Linked DNA regions of Mus musculus: region 2 is linked to region 1. Evidence: chromatin contacts called from public HiChIP or PLAC-seq data. All regions are on one chromosome and are shown on one strand. Each heading gives the region's core, a stretch centred on a gene start, on an enhancer-like site or on the middle of the called end of the contact. The rest is flanking DNA. Distances are from core to core; before and after follow the strand shown.

Region 1 (5,284 bases), core at 2,123-4,622:
TGGCCTGCCTGGGACACGCAGGGTGTGTTTAGGGCCATCTTTGACAACCATGGAAGATCTTGTGTGTGTGGGGTGCTGTTTGTGTTTTTGTTTTTTTAAAAACAACCCAAAAGTGCCGGGGGAGGATATTGGGGACTTTCAGGATAGCATTTGAAATGTAAATGAAGAAGATATCTAATTAAAAACAAAACAAAAAGCCAGGAAGATTTTGGTTGGTGGAATTTATAGATGAGTTTATAATTTTCACCCAGGGAGGCTCATTCAGCCTGGAGATAGAAGTTTCTAGAGTACTGTGACTGAACTGAATCTTAAGAGACATATAGCCGGGCGTGGTGGCGCTCGCCTTTAATCCCAGCACTCGGGAGGCGGAGGCAGGCGGATTTCTGAGTTCGAGGCCAGCCTGGTCTACAAAGTGAGTTCCAGGACAGCCAGGACTACACAGGACTACACTTTTTTAGTGGGGAGGCATATGTAATGCACATGTGTGTAGGTCAGAGGACAACTGAGAGGAATTTTCTTCTTCCACTATGTGGCTTCCAGGGAGAGAATTCAGATCCTCAGACTTAGTAGTAAATGCTTTTACCTGCTGAGTCACTTTTCAGCCTCCTATATTACTTTTAATACTATTCCCAGGGAAGACTTAAGTTTTGAATACAAAGAGAAGGGAACCTTTGTTACATCTAGATTTTTTTAAAAACTTAATTAAAAAATTTTGAGAATTCCATACATGAGTATTATTGTATTTAAATTGCTTCTAACACCCCCTCTCCTACATCCTCCCAAAAGTCCCCTTAAATTCATGACCTCTGTTTTATACACACACACATTCAAACTCCTGGGCCCTTTTAAAGTTGGTCACATGTGCATGTGTTTTAGGTCTATTTGGGATTGGATAACCTATCAGGGTCTCATCTCTGAAGAGAACTTAAATATCTTCCCGTTTTCAGCAGCCATCAACTGACAATAACTCTTCATCTAGAGGTAGGGTCTTCTGAAATTTTCTTAATCCATACTGGCATGTCAATTGATGTTTGTCATTAAGCAAGTCTTGGAAGATTTGTTTTGTATTCATCTTCCCTTGTCAGGTCTAAAAGACACTTTCTTGATGTTTAGACATTAATTGTCCCCCAAAGGCAGTATGTTAAAGGTTTGGTAGCCAGTCTTTGGCACTACCAGGAGATGGAGGATCTTTTAGGAGATGGGGACTAATGGAATGAAGTTGACTCACTGGAGGTGAGTCCTTGAAGGCAGTATTGGGACAGCCCCCTCCCTCCATCCTCTGTTTCCTGGACTCCACAAGAAGGCATTTTGCTCTACTGTGTGTCCCCCACCATGTAATGCCTTGCCACAGGATCCAAAGGAACAGGCCAACAGGACTGAGACCTCCAGAACTGGGCAAAAATATATCCCACCTTTTAAAAATATTTCCTGCTTGGGAAGCATTTTAACATTCAAACCAGCTTCATCAGCTCACTCTTAAAGTATGCACATGGATCAAATAAGAAATGAAAATTAACTAATTAGTAACATTTGCATACATTTACAAATGTATACACTGCTGATGAATTAAGTAAAACAAGCTAACATTTTGAGTTGTCAGGAAAAGTCACCTATGCTCTTCCAAATAGAACCATTTTCTTTAATGTTTTTGATATACACAAACTACTGGTATGCAAAAAATGAGCTGGTAGAAAAACACCACCTAACAGGTATTCTGAAAACTTAGGAGTTAGTTTGTGGTCCAGTGATCTAGCACTTGCCCTCAGTTGTGAAGTCTTGAATCTATGCACACAAACAAATGTGGAGACCAATGGTTAGGAATACAGCTCAGTGGTGCTTGCCCTAAAAATGCCAAAGACCTCAAACAAAGCAAAAAATGCGCCTTGTCAGTAAAAGTCAAAGGTCCAATTATAGCAGTCTTCTCTGAATATTTGAAGTACTGCCTGCACATCTCAAGGTCCAAATTTTGGCCTACAGAAATAAAAAATACAATTTTTGATATATATATATACACACACACACACACATACATACACACACACCAACCTACTTAGGGAGTGAGCAGAACAACCCAATCAATTTAATAAAGCTTAAAGAAACTGTTAAGCAACTAGCTTCTTTTAAACAGAGAGAAATGTAAACTATTACATGACTAATAACACTCCACATTATTAAAATTAAAGAGTGGGGTCCCTAAGGTGTTTTTGTTTGTCTCATCAAGTTGTTCAGGCTGGCCTTGATTGGTGACCCTTTCTCTTCAGCCCGGGATTATAGACATTGTGACACCAAATCAGGAGTTACACTTTTAGGTAAGTTAGAAGCAGCCTTTCTAAGTATCTGTGCAGTTCCTCTTATGGCTATCTTTTAAAACTTATAAAAAAGGTTTCCTCGAACTGTCCAGTATCTGTTACAAAATAGCAATTACTAGTCATCATATTCTTTATACAATGGGAATGACACTAACACAAATCTTATCCTTTCTGGATTTAGCTTCTGAAAGTTAATATGGACCTTCCAAATTTTCAAAACACTGTATTATTTCTTAAATGTTCTGGTGATCAAAAACAAACAAACAAAGAGAGTCTTTACTTAATCTTTACTTAGCGCAAGTAATGTATTCGTGCTAAGAAATCAAACTGAGTGCACAGGGTGGTGCTTCCATAAGGTTTTCCAAAACAATTAGACAACGGATGCCCGCTACGGTTGACTTTGTTCGACATCAAGAGGAAACACGGAAAAAATCAGTTCGTTTCTCCTAAAGGCGAACGGGGTTCAGAAACCATCTTCTCCTCAACAGAATCCTCCTCCCCCAAAGGCCCGGCCGCTTCCAGTCGCTCAGGAACATGAGAAAACTTCTAAGGCCCTGAGGTTAACATCTCGCATTTGAGTTTTAGGAGTGTCCCTAACACCAAGGGCCTGTGTCACTGAGGCATGCACGCCAGCCGCTGTCCTACGGGAGGAAAAGGTCGGGAGGACCGGAGCCCGCGGTCGATTTTATTCCCGGGGATCCTGGCTCTGCGCCCGTCCCTCCCTAACCCTAACCTGACAGGCCCTCGCGCTGCGCCTCCCCCTTCCCTAACCAGAGGTCCCACCTACCACGCCGCAGCGCTCCGTCTCCCGGTTCTGAAGCCTCCAAAACGAACCTAGCTCCCGGGAGCCGAGGCTGCCGTCGCTGCCGCCATATTACAGCTTGTGCGGCAAAATGCGTCAGGGAGGAGGTGTGCGCCCGAGCCGGGAGGGCGGGGGCTGGAGAGGAAGAGCCGCTTCCTTCGCCCCGGGGCTCGGCTGCAAGCCGCCGGGCCACCACGGGGCCCCAGGCCGCGCCGCGGTCCCCGGGGCCACCCCTCCGAGCCCGAGCAGCCCAGAGACCTCGACGGAAAGACGGTTACCTCGGCCCAGAGGCCCGCCGCGGCTCCGCCCCTCGCCCTGAGCCCTTCCCGCTCTCGTCCCCAAGGCCCGCAGAAGACGCCGCCGCGCCGACAGACGCTCTCGCATCCCTCACCTGCCCCGCCGCGGGCTTCTCGTCTCCCGGCCCGGTCCTGGAAAGCGCTTCAAATCTACCGCCGTCAGGAAAGGCGCTAAAGCCCACTAACCGCCTCCCTCCCCCACAGCCCAGGCCAGGCGTGGAGGGAAGGTGTCGCGCCGGAAGTACGTCAGGGATGGGTGCCGGCGACTCCCGGCGTTCCCGGGCTGACGTCAGCATCTTCTCCTTGAGCTTGTAGGGTCTCTTCTGCCTTTTAAAATACGTTCCCGACGGGTCGCTTGATGGTTTCTGAGAGTTGATTGGATCGGTGTGGATCCGTCAGAATGTCACAGCGCTCCCGAAATGATGCGCATCACTTTATAAACAGTGACATCCTCTGTCGAGGTATTTAGAGAGACGTTCTGCCTCCAAGGAACCTTCAGCAAACGCTCAAAAGCTAGTAACAAAGATGAGCTACTTTCGGGACGTGGTAGCGCATGCCTTTAATCCCAGTAGTCGGGGATTAACATTTTATTGAGACCGGGTCTTACTATATACCTTGGCTGCCTTGGAGCTCTCTACGTAGATCAGGCTGACATCAAACTCTTTAAGAGATTACCCTGCCTCTGCCTCTTATCCCAAATGCCTGGTCCTATTTTAATATGGTTGTATTTGTGCCTGTGTGTATATGCACTGTATATCTATAACTGCTTGCAGAGGTCAGAACAGGGTGTCAGATCCTCCCCGTCCCCAAACTGGAGTTAAAAGCATTACGAGACACTCAATATGGGTCTTCCTTCAAGAGCCACAAGTGCTCCTAATGGCTGAGCCATCTCGCCAGCCCTTGGCCATGTGATTTAATTTTCGAGGATGAAATTTGAGACAAAGTGGCATGCTGCTCTAGGCTTTAAGACATTGCCTCTTATTTTCTTCATTTGCCAATATATTCTAATCATCCACAAACAAGGAACTGGCAGGCATTAGAATAACATAATGGAAGGAATTTAGATCCCAGAATAACTACATGGAGCAGAAATGCCTCCTATCGGGCTCATTCACCTAAGATCTTAATTTGTGAGAGAAATCGATCTTTTAAAGCCAGAAACAAACAAAAAGGAATTCCATTGTAAAAATTAAATCTAGGATGCCACACAGTGGCGGTGGACATCTTTGATCCCAGCACTTAGGAGGCAGAGGTAGTCGGATCTCTAAGATTGAGGCTACAGAGACCTACACAGAATTTAGAAGATTGAAGTAAGGCAGAGTGTTGTACAGTTATTTCATCTGGACAGAAATGTTTCCTCCTGGAGGGAAATCAGGATGAAACTCCCAAAACTCACAAGCAAGTTTCAGGAACTCGGGCTGGAGACATAGCAAATTGGAGCTCTTGCTGTGCAACTGCGAGGCCCAGAATTCAGATCCGTACACCCACATAATAAGAGAGGCTTCGTGTGCAAACCTGTAATCCCAGCTCAAAAAAAGTGAATAGAGATAGGTCCCAAGACTCTCTGGCTTCCAGCCTAGCTGAGAACATCCCAGATTTGGGGAGAAAACTTGACTCAAAATGATTAGATAGAGAACAATAGACAAGGCCACACAGTGTCCTCTCTGACGGCAATGCACATGCATTTGAATACACATGTTCAAGCTCACATGCATGGACATAGACATATACAGAGAAATGAACAGATATATCTTTTAAAAATTGCAAACATTGCTAGGAAATGGTTGTGCACACTTCTAATCCCAGCAGAGGCAGGCAGATCTCTATGAAGTTGAGGGCAGTCTGGTCTACAGAGTTGAGTTTCTGGACAGCCAGGG
Region 2 (5,283 bases), core at 2,061-4,560, 270 kb before region 1:
AATTTGAAAAACAAATGTGCAGGCATACATATTCACATACACAGCCAAAAGAAAAAAAGTGTGTGTGTGTGTGTGTGTGTGTGTGTGTGTGTGTGTGTACAGAAAATCAATCCAAACTGGAACAATAGAAAGTGCAAAGATTTTAGAGAACATATCTGAGGCCTTGATCTAGCCACTTCATTGTCTGAGCAAGTTTCTCGTTGGGTTGAGAGCCTAAAATGAAGACACAGCTCTTCTAGGAATCCTTTCTGAGAGAGAAAATAGATATTTCATATACTTTGTTCTAACTCGTTTACATTCCCTTTTGAAGTTCTATAGTATTTTACCAAAATAACATTTGTAGAACCTATATTTTATTCTGTTTTATATACAATGTTACTCAAGCAACCATGTCTTAGTGTCTAAATTCCTAATGATACTTAATAATATGCTGTATTTAAAAAACAAACAAACAAAAAAGAGCTATGTAAGACTGGGAAGAAAGCTCAGTGGGTATGGTGCTTGCCTTGCAAACAGATCTCCTATACCTGTATAGGGCCAAATAGATTTACCAGACCATCTGAAAGCCCAGCATTCAGGAACTGAAGAAACAGAATCCCAAAGCAAGGGGCTAGTCAGGTACCTAACTAAACAGAAAGCTCCAGGTTAAGTAATTGAAAAAGAAACTCCACATCAACTGCAGGCCACACACACACACACACACACACAGGGCGGGGGGGAGGCACACATGCACACATATACACACACACTAAGACATATACATACATATATACACACACATAGAAAATTAACCATTTTTATTTATTGTAGTTCATCTCCTTTTGCTGATCTTTACAATCCTTAAATGCAACAACAAAAGAGAAAGAAACAGGGCAGACAGATTTGTTTTCAAGGGGGAAATTACCTCAAATAATAGCTTTAAATCAAAAGCAAAAAATGAAAAGGGTTCAGTTTGAGCCTGGGTATGGTGGCTTATCCCTGCAGTCCCAGCTACTCAAGAAGCTGAGAGGGAGGACTTGCTTATGCTCAGACCTTTGCAATCAGCATGTGCAGGAGAGTTGGGTGCTACTTATAAAGAGCATTACTTGACTTTAGAAAGTACTCCTCTTGTTTTCAACATAATTACTTTTAAATATCTAAACTTACAGCCGGGCGTGGTGGCACACACCTTTAATCCCAACACTCGGGAGGCAGAGGCAGGCAGATTTCTGAGTTCGAGGCCAGCCTAGTCTACAAAGTGAGTTCCAGGACAGCCAGGGCTACACAAAGAAACCCTGTCTTGAAAAAAACAAAAACAAAACAAACAAACAAACAAACAAACAAAAGATCTACACTTACAATACAGCATATGAAGATATATATTCACTCTACTGAATACCAATCCATTCATGCCCGAGAGATCTGTTCACCTGCATCTCAATGCTCCCCTGTCTTCTCTCTACCATTTCCATGTTTCTCACAGTTACACACCTAGAGCTACAGACCAACACCTCTGTTCCTGACTTAGATACAAAAGTCCTTGGTGGGAAAATCAATTACTGAAAGTCATGTTTGTCTTAGTTTCAGTAATGCAGTAATGAGTTAATATTAAAGGAAGCCTTACCCAGTGTAATCTCTTCATAGTCCATTTTTATGACTAATATTTGCAACAGAACAAAAATTTCAGAATAGCTTGAAACATATAAAGTTGGTATGGTTAATTTGAGAATTAATTTTCAAAAATACATTCCAAAAATTTCCCTTCTGTTGCTTTCAAAAAAAAAAAAAAAACAACTTTTTTCCAAAAGGGTCCTCATATAAATCAAATTAAAAACAAAGACATGCACCCTTTCCATCAAAATACTGAGTTCTCCAGCCATCAAAAGAAATACTCTCTTCCCAAATATCAAGTCTTATGCTCCCTAATGAACAAACAAAATTACTTACACAGCAAGGAGTAATTGAACTCAAAACTAGAGCTATGTCATAATAAAATGCCAAATATAAATATATCTTCAAGTTCTGGGAATCACAAAGAATTAAAAATGAAGTAATTTAAAGTAAGCTTGAATTACAACTTATTTCATAAATACTTACTTGAATAACTTTTGACTGCAACTTCTTTCATAAATAGTTAATAGTTTCAGAAATATTTTCTCTGAAAGGTAGTTACTGACATATTTCATAGGACTTAAATATTTAAATAAAATACTGAAACAAGCTGCATGTTAGAGGAAAATAAAAGCCTTGCCATTATGTTCTGCTCAGTATGATAAAACCCTTTTTCCTTCATTCAGATTTTAATTTTGAGTCACTTTGGCCTTCATTTGTTTTCTTCGCAACAGCTAAGTGAGACTTCAGGAGGCCTGCAAGCTCACTGAAACTCTGCACATGCTTGATTATTCTAAGCAGATAGTCACTGTCTCACGGTCTGAGTTTATTACTAGGGTTCAGAGAGGGATGGGGAAGGCAGCGTGACTTCCTGTTCCTCTGCCCACACCTTTACCATCTGATCCCTGTCCTTGCTTCTCTATAAAAGAGAAGAACACTGAGTCCATCTTACTGTTACCATAGCCTTCTTTCATAAGTTACTTATAGTTTAAGGCAAAACACAAGGACCTAAATTGCAGCTAAATTTACCTTAATGAAATTGTTTAATTTATCATATTACAGGAAAATTCCATGTATTGATCATTCCCATCCAATCAGGATCTCAGGACCTCCTAGTAATGCCAACTCTAGTGAAACTGAAGGCATGATATACAAGTGAGATGTGTGTGTGTGTGTGTGAGAGAGAGAGACAGAGACAGAGAGAGACAGAGAGGAGTATGTGTGTAAATACAACAGCTTATCTGCATTCAATATTTCTATATAATAATTACATATTGTACAGAAACTATGCATGATCCTAGATCCTTAGTAAAGTTAAATTAAATTTCGTTTTATAAGCATAGTTATAAGTATGTAGTAATCAGTAACTCCCCAGAAACAAAATAATAATTATATACCTCACCATCTAAAAATCAAACAAACAAAGCATTCTGGATAACAACAGCCTAGGACCACAGAGTAGGCCGTCGTTCTCTAATGCACAGACACTTCTAGACCAATCTGGGTCCAGCATTTATGTTTACAGTCTGAAGAGTGAGGTAGCTTCCTTATCTTGAGCGCTAACTTGCTTGCTGAAATTCTTCTAAGTCTGGATTCATTTCCTGGGTTTTAAAGGTTACATAAACTCTTTCACTTACTGTTTTATTACACTGCTATGGGAGTGGGGCAAAGAGATTAAAAACAGAACACAACCTAAAAGAGGTGAACACAAGACAGGAAGAAAGATGACTAACTGAAAAACCAAAACCACTGAATCTTGACTCAAACGATCTCTCAAGTCCAGCCTGTAGTTCTGCTAGTAAGTTGCTGGATGACTTCAAGTCCCATCATCTCTCTAGATCTTACCAACCACAATATTATATAAACAAAATAAGAAGTATGTTTGCAAGGATATAAGAGGCTCTAGAGTTTCGGCTTTAGCAGGATGTGTTTGTTTGTGTCTAGTTGTATATACCTACATCTTATCTTCCTTGTTTCCTTCTTTTACGGCTCTCCATTTTCACATATTCTCCAAAAGTTCTGCCTAGATGTGTGCATTGATGATGATCCAGCTACTCAGAAATTAAGCTAATGCTCCCTAACTCAAAAGAGGAGAACAGGTGCTGCTTCCCTGAGCCTGCCAGCCAGAGCAGAGAGGTCAGAGCACCTGGCTTCCCTGCCAGCCAGAGCAGAGGCCAGAGCACCTGGCTTCCCTGCCAGCCAGAGCAGAGAGGTCAGAGCACCTGGCTTCCCTGCCAGCCAGAGCAGAGAGGCCAGAGCACCTGGCTTCCCTGCCAGCCAGAGCAGAGAGGCCAGAGCACCTGGCTTCCCTGCCAGCCAGAGCAGAGAGGCCAGAGCACCTGGCTTCCCTGCCAGCCAGAGCAGAGAGGCCAGAGCATCTGGCTTCCCTGCCAGCCAGAGCAGAGGTCAGAGCACCTGGCTTCTTGCTTTCTCTTCCTTCGCTGGCATTTCTTAACATACTAGGAGAGCTCTCACTTGGTTCAAAGAAATAAGTTCCTCTCTTGCAGCCTTCATTTTTGTAATGAAGGCATGTAACACTATGTTTTAGTTCTCAGCATAAGCACTTGCCAAGACTTCATCATACGTAAAATGCCATATTTTAAGGGACTTATCAGCCCCAAGTGTTAATAATATACTTTCCCCCTTATGTTCCATGATGTTCAACAACAGCCGAATTGTTCAGCAAGTAATTTAAAAATAACTTCAGGAAGTAACTTCCTGGGAGGCTGTAAAACTAGATATACTTTTAACAAATATTAAAGATACATATCCTTTCTTTACACAAAAACAGATGGTAACATAAAACAAAGATTCACTAAACAATAAAAAAAACTAATACTAAGGAAATACTAATATATATTACACATACCTACCTAGCAACAGAGTACATAAAGAGAAACTCGTTGTCTGGTGAGCCTGGGGTCTTGCTATAGTCTCTGTATTTCTTCTGAGTGGTATTTTTTATATCTTTCATTACAGATTCCATTTCTTTACTTAAGTTGGTTTCTGACTATAAAAAAAGTGAACATACATATAAAACTCACATTACTTTTCTTTAGTAGTAGCTTAAAACTGAAATATTTATTATATAAACACACTAGAAAATTAACATTAAATCAAAGTAGATGTAACATAAACAACTTTGCACAATTTAGTGTATAAAGAAAAATTAATCAAGACTGAATCTATCTTACTCAAGTTCTGGATGGCAACTGGTAATATCCATTTATGATAAAACCCAATTATGAATTATTGAGTTAGCAATACAAACTCTAATCTAATGAGTACATAATACTAAATAACATTTTAGAATCAGTTCCATGTTTCCCAAAAAGTTGACTTTATTTAAGTTCAGTTTTCAAAGAAATATAATACCAATTTCCCTTACTTTCTGGCAAATTTTGAATAAAATTTACATACCAAATACCCCTCAGATTCTAAAGTTAGTCTTCATTTGAGAAAGTAAATGCCAAGACATAAATCTGTATGGTTTAACGTCCAAACTTTTATTTCAAAAGCTTAGTTTAATGGCAGAGTAGCTGCCTACTATGTGAGAAGCCTCAAGTTCAATTCCCAACACTACAAAAAAGTAGAATGGCAGTAAAGTCACATCCTTTAGAAACCATAACAAAAATCTACAACAGAGCTAAAACATTTTAAGAACTTAAGCCACACAAATTCTGTTGGTGGGAA

What was found. HiChIP or PLAC-seq counts read pairs in DNA pulled down with a chosen protein or histone mark.
Region 2: a contact with region 1 is called in a BATF HiChIP or PLAC-seq map of CD8 T cells, with 6 read pairs. The contact joins the enhancer-like site here to the promoter of Ppig in region 1. A contact is called at or near these places in 5 of 39 promoter capture datasets (the C10 cell line, cranial neural crest, hippocampal neurons and 1 more), 1 of 484 Hi-C or Micro-C datasets (cortical neurons), 3 of 115 datasets of contacts at active chromatin or transcription factors (CD8 T cells, effector CD8 T cells and memory CD8 T cells) and 3 of 9 other capture datasets (adipose tissue, liver and pancreatic islet).

Annotation. Positions count from the first base shown.
Region 1 is chr2:69,721,176-69,726,459 of GRCm38.p6, reverse strand. It overlaps Ppig (peptidyl-prolyl isomerase G (cyclophilin G)), which reads right to left and starts at 3,372. Exons shown (of 14, transcript NM_001081086.1): 1 at 3,097-3,372.
Region 2 is chr2:69,992,993-69,998,275 of GRCm38.p6, reverse strand. Ubr3 (ubiquitin protein ligase E3 component n-recognin 3) reads right to left here. Exons shown (of 39, transcript NM_177783.6): 29 at 4,464-4,600. Among named protein-coding and RNA genes, the nearest start is that of Myo3b, 43 kb to the left of the region's middle. Within about 2 kb of position 3,310, at least 40 of the 459 cell types and tissues checked have an H3K27ac peak or open chromatin away from gene starts, as enhancers often do. A contact at or near this core is called in CD8 T cells, effector CD8 T cells and memory CD8 T cells, where this site is marked.